3 separate regions of the Zea mays genome follow, and all the other regions are linked to region 1. A link is a contact called in public Hi-C data. All regions are on one chromosome and are shown on one strand. Each heading gives the region's core, a stretch centred on a gene start, on an enhancer-like site or on the middle of the called end of the contact. The rest is flanking DNA. Distances are from core to core; before and after follow the strand shown.

Evidence for each region. Hi-C and Micro-C count contacts between places; a contact is called where the count stands out from the background.
Region 2: a contact with region 1 is called in a Hi-C map of ear, with 2.8 times the contacts expected there. The contact joins the promoter of LOC100277068 here to the promoter of LOC100275761 in region 1. A contact is called at or near these places in 2 of 25 Hi-C or Micro-C datasets (ear and tassel).
Region 3: a contact with region 1 is called in a Hi-C map of tassel, with 2.7 times the contacts expected there. The contact joins the promoter of LOC100191533 here to the promoter of LOC100275761 in region 1. A contact is called at or near these places in 2 of 25 Hi-C or Micro-C datasets (ear and tassel).

The regions. Positions count from the first base shown.
Region 1 is chr1:220,398,990-220,403,533 of Zm-B73-REFERENCE-NAM-5.0, forward strand. LOC100275761 reads left to right here and starts at 2,122. Exons shown (of 2, transcript NM_001149765.2): 1 at 2,122-2,235; 2 at 4,387-4,544. The coding sequence starts at 4,399.
Region 2 is chr1:220,649,118-220,653,661 of Zm-B73-REFERENCE-NAM-5.0, forward strand. It overlaps LOC100277068, which reads left to right and starts at 1,801. Exons shown (of 3, transcript NM_001150735.3): 1 at 1,801-2,176; 2 at 3,032-3,269; 3 at 4,206-4,544. The coding sequence starts at 1,874. The coding sequence ends at 4,345.
Region 3 is chr1:220,214,378-220,218,921 of Zm-B73-REFERENCE-NAM-5.0, forward strand. LOC100191533 reads right to left here and starts at 2,591. Exons shown (of 3, transcript NM_001367463.1): 1 at 2,356-2,591; 2 at 2,129-2,258; 3 at 1,151-2,001. The coding sequence starts at 2,488. The coding sequence ends at 1,299.

The DNA.
Region 1 (4,544 bases), core at 872-3,371:
GGGTAATTTTGGGGCACCTGGCAGGTGGACCCGCGAATCCTTCTGCCGATTATGCCCTTACGGCCTCAACGCACGCCGTCTGTTTCCCATTTCTCCTCTGCAGGTGAGCTGCTCTCTTCATCATAGGTTTGTGTTCGGCTTGCCGATGCAGCTTTTATTTTTCCAGACCACAGTGAACGCGCCTCACCGTAGAAGTATTCAACGTACTCCGTGGAATGGGATCGAAGGAAACTGTGCAATGTGGATGAGGGTGAAGGTACTAACCGCATAATTTTATACTAATTTAAGTTTATGCTTATTCGGCACTGTCAAACTGATGATGGGTGTTCCTAGAACTGTTCTGGATGCTTAGCCATTGTTGCTGGTTGCTTCCTGGTCACTGGTCAACCCTGGATGATTATTCATATTGGCAGCATTTCATGGGACATACTCAAATAAATTTGTTCAACAATGTGATTCAGAGAAGAATTAGAACTGTTTAAAATTGCATGACCAAACTCATCCATAACTTCTCAGCCCCTATAATTGCTCTGCACACATTAAAAAATTCCATGACCCATCTCATGTTCTGTGGTTAGTTAGTGATATTCCACAGAGTTACCTAGCTTAAAACCTTTAAAGGCCCCAACTCCCTGAAATATCAAACTTATTGTATTTGCTTTATGCTTTAATTAAGTAGGCCTTGGAAACATCAAAACTTACTGTTAGTTAGTGGTATTTGCTTTATACAGCAAAAGATCGTTCAGCTCTGCAGGCAGTTGAACAAGCCGGTCATCGTCGCCTCCCAGCTCCTCGAGTCGATGATAGAGTACCCCACGCCCACCAGGGCCGAGGTCGCGGACGTCTCCGAAGCCGTCCGCCAGCGCGTCGACGCCCTGATGCTTTCCGGTGAGTCGGCAATGGCTGAACCTGCAGTGGGATCTGACAGAGGAGGGAGGAAGGAAATGGCGCTGCATGCGAGAGGAAGACAGAGAAGGAGGAGAAATGGGAAACAGACGGCGTGCGTTGAGGCCGTAAGGGCATAATCGGCAGAAGGATTCGCGGGCCCACCTGCCAGGTGCCCCAAAATTACCCGTGACCTCTTTTGGCGAGCGCGCAGACTCAAACGACCTTTTTGACGACCCCGACTTAAAGTTGTGTATTATGAAGAGCCAGAGGCGGGCCCTATTCAATTCAAGGGTATTCAAATGAATACCCATTATTTTTTGCAAAAGAACTTTAATATATATACATGTATATAGTGTATATGCATGGAAAATAAAAAATAAATCAAATAAATAAAAGAATTCTGTTAATTTGGACTAAAATATCTCATTCCTACCTCTCGTACCTAACTAATTCAACCGTTTGTCGTGGACCATGAAGCCCAACACAGTATCTCACGACAAAAAAAATCCTCAAATTTTATTGTAGTCGCAACATGGCAGAGCCACCAGATACGCCAGCTACCAAGTCGTGGTCACATCTTGCAGCCCCACGTGCCATGGAGACACCAGCACCTCCGTTGAGAAATCGTTGCTCCGCGGCGCAGCTAGGTGCCTAGACTTGACCGACTAACTGTTTGCGTTGCATCTGGCCTCGTTGTTGCGTCGTATATCGTTCGTCGTCCGAGGCTTCAATCCACCGTAGTCAAGGCGTCACCACGTGCCAGGACAGACAACCAGGGGCAAGGTCGTATCGTGCCAATGTCCAAGCCTACCCAGCTAGTGGTCACCCAACCTGGCCTCCCATGCTTTGTTGCTTGCAGTACTAGGCTGCAGATTGGGCATTAGCGATTGGAAAATACCAAAGAGGACAAGCAGTCAACCAGCAATTGAGCAACAACCAACAAATGCATTTAGATTTAAATTTTTTAAAATAGTTGTATGAAATTTAAGTTTAGTAGACTAGTTATTGAATCATTTATGACCATAGCATGTGTGCTTAATTTTAGGTTATACATATAATTAACTATATATATCAATAGACATGTTTTAATCTTCCAAAAAACCATTCTATAAAAAATTTCGGATACCCACCTTATAAATCCTGGGCCCGCCACTGTGAAGAGCGGCAAGATAGAGTGACCCATTTTACCAAATTCCTCTCTTTTAATAGCCGCCGCCCACGTCAACTCCCTCTCCTCCACCAAATCCGCCCATCTCCATTGATTTATGAGGGAAAAACTACGGAGAAATCGGATCTGCTCCCATCCTTCACTCTCTTGCGTGGATTGGATTTGAGCTTCTCTCCAAGGTACGTTCATGGTGTTCTTGGAAGTCCCTTCGATTTCTTGAAATTTCTTGTAAATCCACTCAAGATAGAAGCAATGTGTGTTGTATGGATGGATTTCTCTATGGATTTACACTCTATTGGGTGAGATCGAGAGAAAACACGGTTGAACTGTTCATGCTCAGTTGAACCCATCCCTTGGGTCGATTGAACCATTCAGGAACGAGTTCATCATGTTTCCCTCTTCGATTTCATCACCACACCTTGTATTAGTTGTCTCACACACCTTGTCTGTCATTTGGAAGATGGTGCGTCCTCGAAAGCCCTATGCTGTGGAGAGTGATTTGGAGGACTCTTCCGCCGAGATCGAAGAAGAAGTTATTTTCTAAATCTTTTTTAAAATAAATTTCTACACCATAAATTTTCTACTAAAACATGCAATAATATAGATTCAGTGGGTAGATCATTTCATAAGGAAGTCAATAAAACAAGTTTCACGATTTTTGCAGCTACCAAACATGATATATGCATTTTTGAATATATTAAGAAATCTGTAGATTTGAAGCAAAAGGCATTTAGTCCTAGCCACTCGGGCCCACCTATCATCCACTCCAGAGAGAGCTTCTTCTATGCTGGTCTAGCAAAGAACACAAGTGGGTGGAGGTCACGGCTGCAAAGCCAATGGAGCGTGGAGAAGGGAAGGAGAAGCTGTGCGACAGAGACGGTGCCGGGGCTTGGAGGTTGTGGCCGACGGCTGGAGATGGTGGATTGGTGGCCGGCGTTGGAGGAGGCTGACGGCGCTGGGGAAGACGAGCAACCGGAGCAAAGCAGGGGCGAGCTCTAGGCGCTCCTGGCCTGGGCATCGACGCACGCCGCAGGAAGCGGATAAGGGAGGCTGCGACATGGCGCGCGACTCGCCGGAGATGTGGGGCCGAGGGAGAGGAGGAAGACATACCGGGTCCACAATACATATACACAAACCCCCAAGGCCTCACATGACAGACAACAACACACCCATGCCCACTCAGGTGCACTGATAGCATGGCGCTTCCGAGCACCCTGGACTGCCTCCTGTGCTTGGTATGTCAACGTAGTAGTTCTCACATCCTCACATAGTCACATTCCCCCCTCCTTAAAATTCGATTTGTCCTCAAGTCAATGCAGAATCTGAACAAATTTAGGATCATGATGCCATGAGCGAAGCATGTCTTGAACTGAAACATTGGCTCTTTGTTTAGCAATTAGCATATCCAAAATAAGCAAACTTCACACATCTGCTATTGTGGTCACTTTGGCAGCCAGGTTCCCCATAATCACTGATTTGCACTAGAATAAGCAGCTTCCGTGATAACTTCCAGTGGCAGATCAAACAAATCAAGGATTCCAGTGTTGCCTTCCTAGATTTAGATACTTGTGTAATGTTAACTCCAGACAAGTGTATCTGATATATACTTATCCAAGTCCCATGAAGAAAAATCAGCAAACAAACACTGAATATCAGATGATCGAAGGATGGCAAACCCAGCAACTGAAGACGATTTTTCATGTATTTGGATAAGGTCCTCCTGTAAAGCATTACATAGATTTTGGATCCAACCACATGTATAATTGCCTGACAACTGAGCAATATTCTTGACTTGGACTTAGAGGCCGCCTTGGAGAGTTTTAGTGACCAGCTAAAATATAAGTTTGCATAACTCATACAACTCAAAACAAAATTTGGCCAGGGCATAGTACGATTTGTACCACCCTCCAGCCAAATCTCCAATGAAATGGGTGGGGCCCCTTAAACTTGGCATTGGAGCAGTGCAAGCATGTAGCCAAGAAATGCGGCAACAGCAAGGAGTGCCACTCCTAGAGGAAAATCAGCTTCATGTTGGTACACACAGTCATCAAAGTGGAGCTGAATCTCCCGAATTGTTTGGTTTCCTCTGTCAATCACCAGAAGGGAGCAACTACTGCCAATGTAATAACAAACTTCAAAATCAGTAGACGATTTTGCCTCGTCACTTGGTCCGTCAACCTGCCCTCCTCTGCCTGATTTCCCCCAGTAATGATTGTAACCCGTGTATAACTGTTCTTTCTAATAGCCATGTTCATGGCATCAGCCACACATATATTACCTTTGTCATCGACTGTAACTCCCTTCGGGTGGTATATCCTCCCCTCTCGCAGGTTCCCATCAACATGACCAGGAAATCCTTCGAGAGAACCGGCAACAAGCTTTGGTCTGCTATCTCGGGACAGCGGCAGCGCCATGCTGTAGATGTTGCTGTCCATGATGAGTATTTCGCTGCCCTGGGTAACCTCCATGGAGTAGGGCTCGATCCCCA
Region 2 (4,544 bases), core at 551-3,050, 250 kb after region 1:
GAGAATAAGCTATTGAATGATATCGATATCAATAGTATAATCGATGATTTTGTATCAAAAAATGTTAGAAGAAATTTTATAAGATGAGAAGTGACAAGTAAATTTTTATTATTTCAGCCAATGTTATTTTATAAACAATAATGTGTAATATTCTCTATTACAGTAACTTATACACAGTTTCTTTACTGATATGTATTTAGTAGATGTGTAGATGATATATGCATATATATCTAGTTATATGGGGCCTCTATACAAATTTTTGCTTAGGGCCTCCGAAATGTCAGGACCGGCCCTGAAAGAGCCTCGACAGATATGGCCTAGCTGCTAGACGTGAGCCTGCTAGCCTATTACAGGCATGCAAACAGGCCAAATCTGACATGTTTTTATATTGGTAGAGAGATAACCAGAACGCTTAAAACATGCTCTTCCGGCCAGTAGAAACAGTATCCAACGCCCAACGGAACGGTACGATACATGGATGGAGGACGTGAATGCAGCACGCTTACCTGCAGGTGGTCCTGCGGGTTATACCTAAGGATGGCAACAGATCGGATTTGGATCGGATATTGCAAATATCCATCCGCAACCATATGTGCGGTTGCAACAAATATCCGTCTGCGACCATACCCGCGGATAGAAATTTATATCTATGATCATGTCCATCGGGTTTCGGATATCCATCGGATATAAAAGACAATCATTTTTCAACAATTGAATAGCATAATTAATCAATGTTCTTTCCAATTCACCATCATACACAATTAAAACTTAACTAGCCAGTTGCTCGTGCTTTGATACGATTTTTAAATACCATATAAATTGCTATTGACATATTTATTCAAATATAATTATTTTTATTTCTAAACACTAAGTTACATGTAGTCTGGTGGTTAGCCCCAAATTTCTAAGGCAGGGGGGTGTGGGTTCAAGTGCTCGCTCTGCACTATTTTTTGCACGGGGTCGGGTGCTGGGCAGACGCAATAGCTAGTTGTGCGGGCATTGGGGCGAGCCCAGAATGTCAGTGCGGAGGGTGAAGCCGTGATAGCACCAGACACCCATATTAGGTTCTTAATAGATTTGTGCGTTGCCACGAGGCGGGGGAGCATGGGGCGGCGCCTAGGCTACAAATATAATTTTTGTTTATTTCTAAATACTAAGATATGTTGGTATCGTAGTTAGCCCCAAATTTCTAGATTAAAGGGATGTAGGTTCGAGGGATTATCATGCACTTTTTTTTTTGCGATGCTTGGTGGGGAGGGTAAAGCCGTGGTAGCACCAGATGCCCACATTAGGTTCTTAATATTAATATATATAGTAGTATAGATAAAAGAATTATTATGGGCCCGCAGGTCGTGGTTAGGGTCACTAGAGCTTGAAAGGGTTGGCCGTCATTGGTGCTATGGACTATATCACTTGGAAGCAAGGGGCCACAACACACGGCGCAGGAAATCAGCAAGGCTACAAGGAGTGACCAACATTGGGGGATTGAGAGTGTTAGACGTGAGGCTCATAGTGTTAGGGTTTTTCGGATATCCAACTGATAACGCGCGGCTGAAAGGTAATATACTAATCTATGTGCGTCTAATTTAAGGTAGAATTCGGTTCTGACCCATAAATCAAAATATATATCTATATCTAGCTTCATCGGGTCAGATATTCGAGGATATCAAATACTCCGGTTAAATTGACACCCCTCGTTACACTTCTCACGGTCTCACCTACATGGCGATGGCCGCGCTCCACTCGCCACGTGTCCCCGAACCCTCATGTAAATCCAGCACGGTGCATACCCAATCAGTTCCCGTTCCCCTCGTCGACACCTGCAGTGCCAAGTTGCATCGACTCCTCCCCGGTCCTCCACCGCCCGCCGCCGATGGATGTGGATGTGGACGAGGCCACCGCCACCCCTGCCTCCGCCTCTGCCAAGCCCGCTTCCAACGGCGAGGCCCCCTCCGGCGCCCGCGAGGTGGATGTCGGCGAGGAGTACACGCTCGCCGGCGTTCTGCGCAGCTTCGTCGACGGCGTCTGGTACCCGGACGAGCCGCTGCTCCGGCGGCTCCGGGCGGCGTCCTGCGAGGCCGCGCCGCGGCTGAAGGGGGCGTCTCGGAACTCAGCGCGGGATCTGCTCGAGTGGACAAGGCAGGGCAGCGGCCTCCGCGCCATCCTCGTCATCTCGGTGGGCGCGCCTCATTGATCCGTAACATAAGCACGGGTTTTCATGTCCTGTTTACTAAATCTGACTCGATGTTCTTTAGGTGATTGCGTATTGGTACACTTGTTTTACTTTGTGCTATCAGTCAATTGGGTTACTGTGTCATATAGCATTGAAATGTTGGTTTATATTGGTACTGTTTAGGTCTCAGGGGCCAAAATGTTTACAAGATCTGTAGAGGGAAATGAAGAATAGGATGAATTGTAATCCCTCCTTCCTGAAATATAATAGGTATATGCAGGGATGGCAATGGAGAATTGTTCATCGCAGAATAGCTCCACACAGGGGCGAAGCTAGGATTCAAAATTAGAGGGGACCAAATTAGATTAGGGGGCTATTAGAAACATTTTTTGCACTATTTACATAAAATTAGCTAAAGACCTAAGATATCCTGCACATCCCGTCCCCGTGGCCTCTATGTTTGCCCTAAATCAATCTTTAACATCTACAACCTCAAATAGGTAAACAATAAAAATAGATTTAGTACGGTATCAGGGTTTTTAATACTGCTCATTTAGTATCGTAAATATTATCGGTTTTTTCTAAAAACTTATTAAACTGAGCTTAGTTTGACGACTTCGGACAGCTCAAAACTTGCATTTCAAGGTGGAGACTGGAGAGTGCATCTTGTAAGCGGAAACAAAAACATGGTGGATTACTTTCGGTAGCAACAGAGCATGGTTGATTGCTTTCGCATGCAGTTTTGATCCCATAAAACTCTTACATGATACCTTGGTTTGGTATGGCATCCATTTTAGCAATTATTGAAATTTCTCAGTAAATAAATTTTCCTCATTTTACCCTTTTCTGATCTGGCAGGTCGGGACAATCATGCCTATAGCATTGACTGGCCTTTTAATCTTCATGTTCTTTCTGCTAATTGCCACTGCTAATGCGATCATCGTCTCAGCCCTGATGTCACTGGCCGCTGCTGGCGGATTCTTGGCTATCTTCTTTGCTTGCTTGGTTGCAGTGTATATTGGAGCAGTAGGAGTTGCTATCTTTGCCATTTCTGCCATTGTCATCTCATCAGTTGTTGGAGTTATGATTACTACTGGTAAACCATCTTTATTCCCCTGTAGTACAAGATTGTAGTGCTGTTGGTATGTTACTAAGCAAACAACCTTCAGGCATAATATAAATCTTAAATACTTTACCTGAATCTCCAACCATTATAGAAGATGTTCTGTACTTCTGTATCTGAAGTTAATTTGGTCAACGTTAATATGGTGAAACTATAAGAAATGTTTCTTTTTTTCCAACTGAATCATCTCAATCTGTACACTTGCCTGTGTAATAAAGTTAGATCAGAAAATTAGCAATGCCTAGTTCCCACAAGGTGCCTGCGTTCTCGCGTTAGCATCAGAAACGAGTCATGCACTAGATTGTTTTTCAACAATTTAGGAGAACCAAATGTTAGTTTCCCATTTTTATATGCTTAACAGTAAATTGTCAATAGTCACCAACTCTTAACCGAACTCGCCTGAATAAGGACTTGACAAGTTCTTTCCAAGAATGTTCTTTTTTAATGATGCATGTTTTATTAATTTTCAAACTGTAATGACATATGTAGGAAACTACTAAAGGGTGGAACATTTTTTGTTTCCATTATAAAAAAAGAGTGGATTGAAATGGATTGGAGGGGATTAAATCCTGTACTAGTCAAAATAGAATAGAAAGGGATTTAATCTCTCTCAATCCTCACCGATCCCCATGTAATCGAATAAGACCTAATGGGGAATAAAGTGGTATACCTTTAGCAAAAATAGCTTCAGTTTCGATTCTCTTTAGAAATTTCATGGAGATTGTGATGCCCAATATATAGGACGTGAGCATAGAAAAATCTGTTCGGACGAAGCATTTTCCTTGCAGCATGAATGCTCTTTGAGATTTGTTAAGGGAAAAGCATATCTTTGCCTTGTGAGTCTGAGGATCTGCTTCTATCTCGTGTGCATTTTGTGCTAATGTTGAGAAAACGCACCCTATATTGCAGGTTGGGTTGGGTTCTTCTGGATGATCTGGTTCACCGCAAGGAAGAGCATGGACCTGACGAAGCATTCCATCAGCATGACGAGCTCGGCAGTCCAATCCTATTCCGCGTCCCGCCAAGTGAAGCAGAAGCATGTCGACTGAGGCTAGTTGGTTGCGTCTTGCGTCCTGTATGAAGAAGCCCTCGGGTCGATCTGGGTGAATTACGGTAGACGACATGCTTGTTTTGGCAGTTCTGTTTTTCACGGACACTAGGTGCATAAATACTAGCTCTGAACTTCGGCAGCGTGTACGTTTGTCACGGCGGCCAATGCTGTTCTGTATGGTATAGTGATCAGATGAT
Region 3 (4,544 bases), core at 1,341-3,840, 180 kb before region 1:
TCCCAAGGGGGGTGGGATGTCAGGGGCCGGTAGTCAGTGCCTCGGCTTTAGTCCCACATCGGCTAGCCAAGGGGGCCGTGGGCAGCTTAAAAAGGGAGAGTTCCCCTCCTCTCATCAGCCTGGCTTTTGGGATGTGAGTGGTGGGCTCTCTTGGCTGGGTCGGCCCACGAGCGCATGAACGCTCGAAGCTGTCGAGTGTGGGCTGGGCCGGGGGTTGGACGCTGACATCTAGCTAGCAAGAATGTATAGGATCAAGGATATAATTGTAATTTTTTTACCGAAGTTGTACCTACACATATAAATAGAGGAACAATGTCATGCATTAGACATGCTTTTGAGCCGGAGGAAAACTATTTTGCTTTGCCTACGAAGTTTTATTTCTTTTGCCTTCCCATTATAACTCCAAGAAACCGAAGGTAAACTTGTAATCTTTTGTTAAATAATAAAAGGAAGAAGGAAGTAGTATTCAATAATGTTGAATCATGTGATTCATCTTTATATTATATTACATCCACTCTAAATGTTCCCCATTTGTTTTCTGATGATTTTTAGTATAGTTGTCCATCACTTTATCTTTCTTCCGAGATAAATAAAGTGAAGGATGAAGGTGAAGCTTGGTTCAATTGTGTTGTCTTGTTTTTCGTCTTACACAGGAATAAAACACGAGTAACCAAAAATGTACATCTATATATGCATATATATGGTCGAGAAACTTATATGTTCACACAGATTATATATAAAGGAAAAACTTAAAATTTAAAGTAATTAAATAAGAAAACTATAAAAAAAATTGAATAGAAAAATTCTTTAGACCTTGTTTAGTTGCGTGAGAGGGTTGAGGAATATTAAATTTCACTCTATTCAATTTTAACTAGAGAGAAATTAACCCTTCGATATAGACGCAACCGAGTAATTCCTTAGTTAATTTTGGTATTATTAACAAGGACTAAAGATTTTATTTAATTTTAGTTGTCTAACCTGATAATAATCCCTCCTTTAATACGGGTTTACTAAAAAAATCGAGACTAAAAGGATTTCGTAGTCCAATCCTCACATATGGTTACTACTGGAAAACGCAATAGGCACCACACACCCATAGAAAACAGCTAGCGCTATTTGGCGTATTATGTGATTATCACCCATCTTGGAATGGTTTAACAAATCTTGATTATATAACTAGAAAGCAGTTGCAGTTAACAGAATGAACAACCGTCGTGTCGGAGTAATTTGCTAGTTTAGTGCAGTGACCAGTAAGGTGTAAGGAGGTGCATATCTCATTTATTAAAGGGGTTAACTGCCTAATAGCTAGAGAAGAGCACAATCTTGTTCCCTGGCTCCTGGTCAAACGCAACGCCGCTCCTGATCTGCAGCTGGTTTGCATAGTCGTCGTCGTAGACAGGGGATGGCGACAGCGGCTGCTGCGCCAAGGAGTCGTCCCACGACGCGACCATGTCGTCTAGTAGCCCCATCTGGAACGCGATGTCGGGGAACTCCAAGTCCATGAGCGGGAACAGCGGGTCCTCGTCGCGGCTCAAGGACGACGACACGGAGTCGGAGGCTGCAGAGTAGGACGTCGTGGTCGTGGTCGAGAAAATCGTCGACGTCGGCGGCGCCGTCCGCCCGTCGTCCAGAGGCACCATGATCTCGTCCGGGTCCATCATGGGTACCTCGTCGGTGCAGAAGCCTGGGTAGTAGTTGCTGAGGAGCGGCACGTCATCGTCACCTGCTTCTTGCTGGCTAGCTGGCGTCATCACCGGTACTGCCGTCTTCTCCTGTGGAGGCTTCGGCGACGGAGATGGCGGCGCTTCCGGCGAGCCACCTGTGGCGGTGTGCGGTGGGCTCTGGTGGTCCTTCGGCGGATGCGGATCAGGCGGCGGGAGGGGCTTGTGGGTGAGGGGGTCGATCCCCATCTTCCTGAGCTTCTTCTTGATGTGGGTGTTCCAGTGGTTCTTAATCTCGTTGTCCGTTCGTCCTGGCATGTGCGACGCAATCTTTGACCACCTAACATTTTTTAAGAACATTAAAAAAAAAGAAAACTAAGCTTATTTTCCTTCAAATATGTAATCTAAGATAGATACAGAACACAGTTCATTTTCAGAAGTGGGGGTATGCAATGCATGCATGGCACCTGTTGCCGAGCTGAGCATGCAGGTCGATGACGAGCTTCTCCTCGGCGTCGGAGAGCAGGCCCCTCTTGAGGTCCGGCCGCAGGTAGTTGGTCCAGCGCAGCCGGCAGCTCTTCCCGCACCGCAGCAGCCCTGCATGGCATGGCAACGCGCGACAAGCTTCTCTCGTCATGACAAAAGCTGCGACGATCGATCGAGCATGCACGTACATAGATAGATAGATACGCACCGGCAAGCTTGGGCACGGCGCGCCAGCAGCACTGCCTGTTGCCGAGGATGAAGCTGACGAGCTTCTGGTCCTCCTCCGCTGTCCACGGCCCCTTCTTCAGCCCCACCTTGTCGCAGCACGGCTGCCGACCCATGGTAGCTTAGCTAGAGGCGATGGGCTCGCAGCTCGATCGATCACAATTGAGCGGATGGACGATGGTCGCGAGCTGCTGCGATGTGTGCTGTAGACTGTAGACGACGGGCCGGGGGGTGCTCGAGGTGCAGTGCAGTTCCGTCCTGCTGCGTGCCTTTATAAGGCAACGGGGCGGAGCATGGGAGAGGACATGCACGTACATAGATATACTATTAACCGTAATGCATGTCATGCGTCGACTATGCGTGATCCATCGACCACGCTATTTATCTATCTATACCATTATATAATCTAACAGTTTAAACTTTGCAAAACTCACTCAATAAATTGTAGCCAGATTTAATATACTATTAAAATCAACAGATCAGATTACTGGATAACTCATCCTCCCTTAATCAATCAAATATGATAATCAATATTATTTAAATCATCCTTCATCGCTCATCTCTTGTCTCTCCTACGACCCCGCCCCTACATCTCACTCTTGTCACCGCAGCCGGCACCTTCCTCGCGCCACTATCGCCGTCGTTGTCGCCGTCGCGGTCAAACCGCTTACTACTGAGATCTATATGCTAGTATTTCACAAAAACAAGGGATGTCGTGGTAGTGGTTAGCAGCTTGCGTGCGTAAGTGTGACGTCGTCGAATCCATGAACCTGAGCGGCGGGGCCCGGGCGGCCGTCAGCACCGTTGGTTGGTTCAATAACCTACCACGTGGCGCCCTGAGGCGGGCGGGCCCGTCTGATGAGCTTCTGCTCATGGGTCCGTTTATGCTTGCGTTGCAATTGCAAGTGCTGCACTGCAAAGCCTACAGCCGTCCGCTGCCTTGTCATATACAAGATCACCTTAACGTACAAATTTATAAGTTTAATCCGTACTATTCGTTCAACAACATTCGGTTGAACCTGTGTAGGTCTTATTTGGGAGCAGGGAGAGGGACTTCGAATCGAAGGGGTTTGAGAGGGATTAATTTTGAGTACAAAGAGATCTAATTCCCTCTAATTATTTTGCAACCGAACAAACTCTAAGGTTTGATTCAATTGCGTCTGGATTGAAGGGATTAAACCCCCTCAATCCTCTTCGATCCAGATGCAATCGAACGCCGTTTAAGGCATAAGAATCATATGGAATTAAGGGAGATTAAATCTTCTTTTATTCAATTTTAAATAGGATTGGATTTGATCCCCTCAATTCTTTCGTAGCTGTACATACCTTAAGGGTCTGTTCGTTTCGCATAGAACGAAGGGGTGGAATAAATCTGACTTGGATTCTTTCAATAATTACTATATATAAGCTTTAGAGATTTGGAATTAATCCTGGTCTGTTTCAGCAGAAACGAACGGGCCCTAAAGGCTTGTTCGGTTAGAAGTAAATTGAGGGGATTAAATCCCCCTCCTATACAAATTGGGATTTAGTCCACTCGAATACCCCTCAATCCACTTCTAACCGAACAAGCTCGGGCTAAAATCTCCTTCAATTCCCTCTAATCCACTTATTCCTAAACTAGTTTTTTTCAAATATATAACTGGGCATGGAATGGGATGAAGAGCGTGAAAGATAGTTCTTATAAAACACATTAGCCGATGATTGATGAACGAACTCAGTCTTATGCATAGGATATGTTTCCATTTTTCTTTCTCCTTTCACGACTGAGCTAAAATTATCATGCACTACCGGAGACAGCTTCTTTTCCGACTCTCAAAAAACCAAAAGCACTCGACAAACTCTTTGCTGATTGCCGCACTCGGCATAGCGTCCTCGGTTAAACTAACATCAGCAACAGAACTTTTTGGTCTGATCGTGTTGTGTGTTTTATTTACGCGGCCGTGGCGAACGATGCGGAATTGTCCAGCCGACCATTGCTAGCGAAAAGCTATTATCATCTAGGCGTAATTCGCATGAATCCGCCGCGTACGTGGTTTTTTTTCTTCGTTCCTCGATTATTTGCTGTCTGGAAATAATGAGAATACGAAACTGCGACGAAACGTGCGCGCGCATGTAGTAGGACACGGAGCGATTATATAGTTATCTCATAACTATAACTATATAACACATACA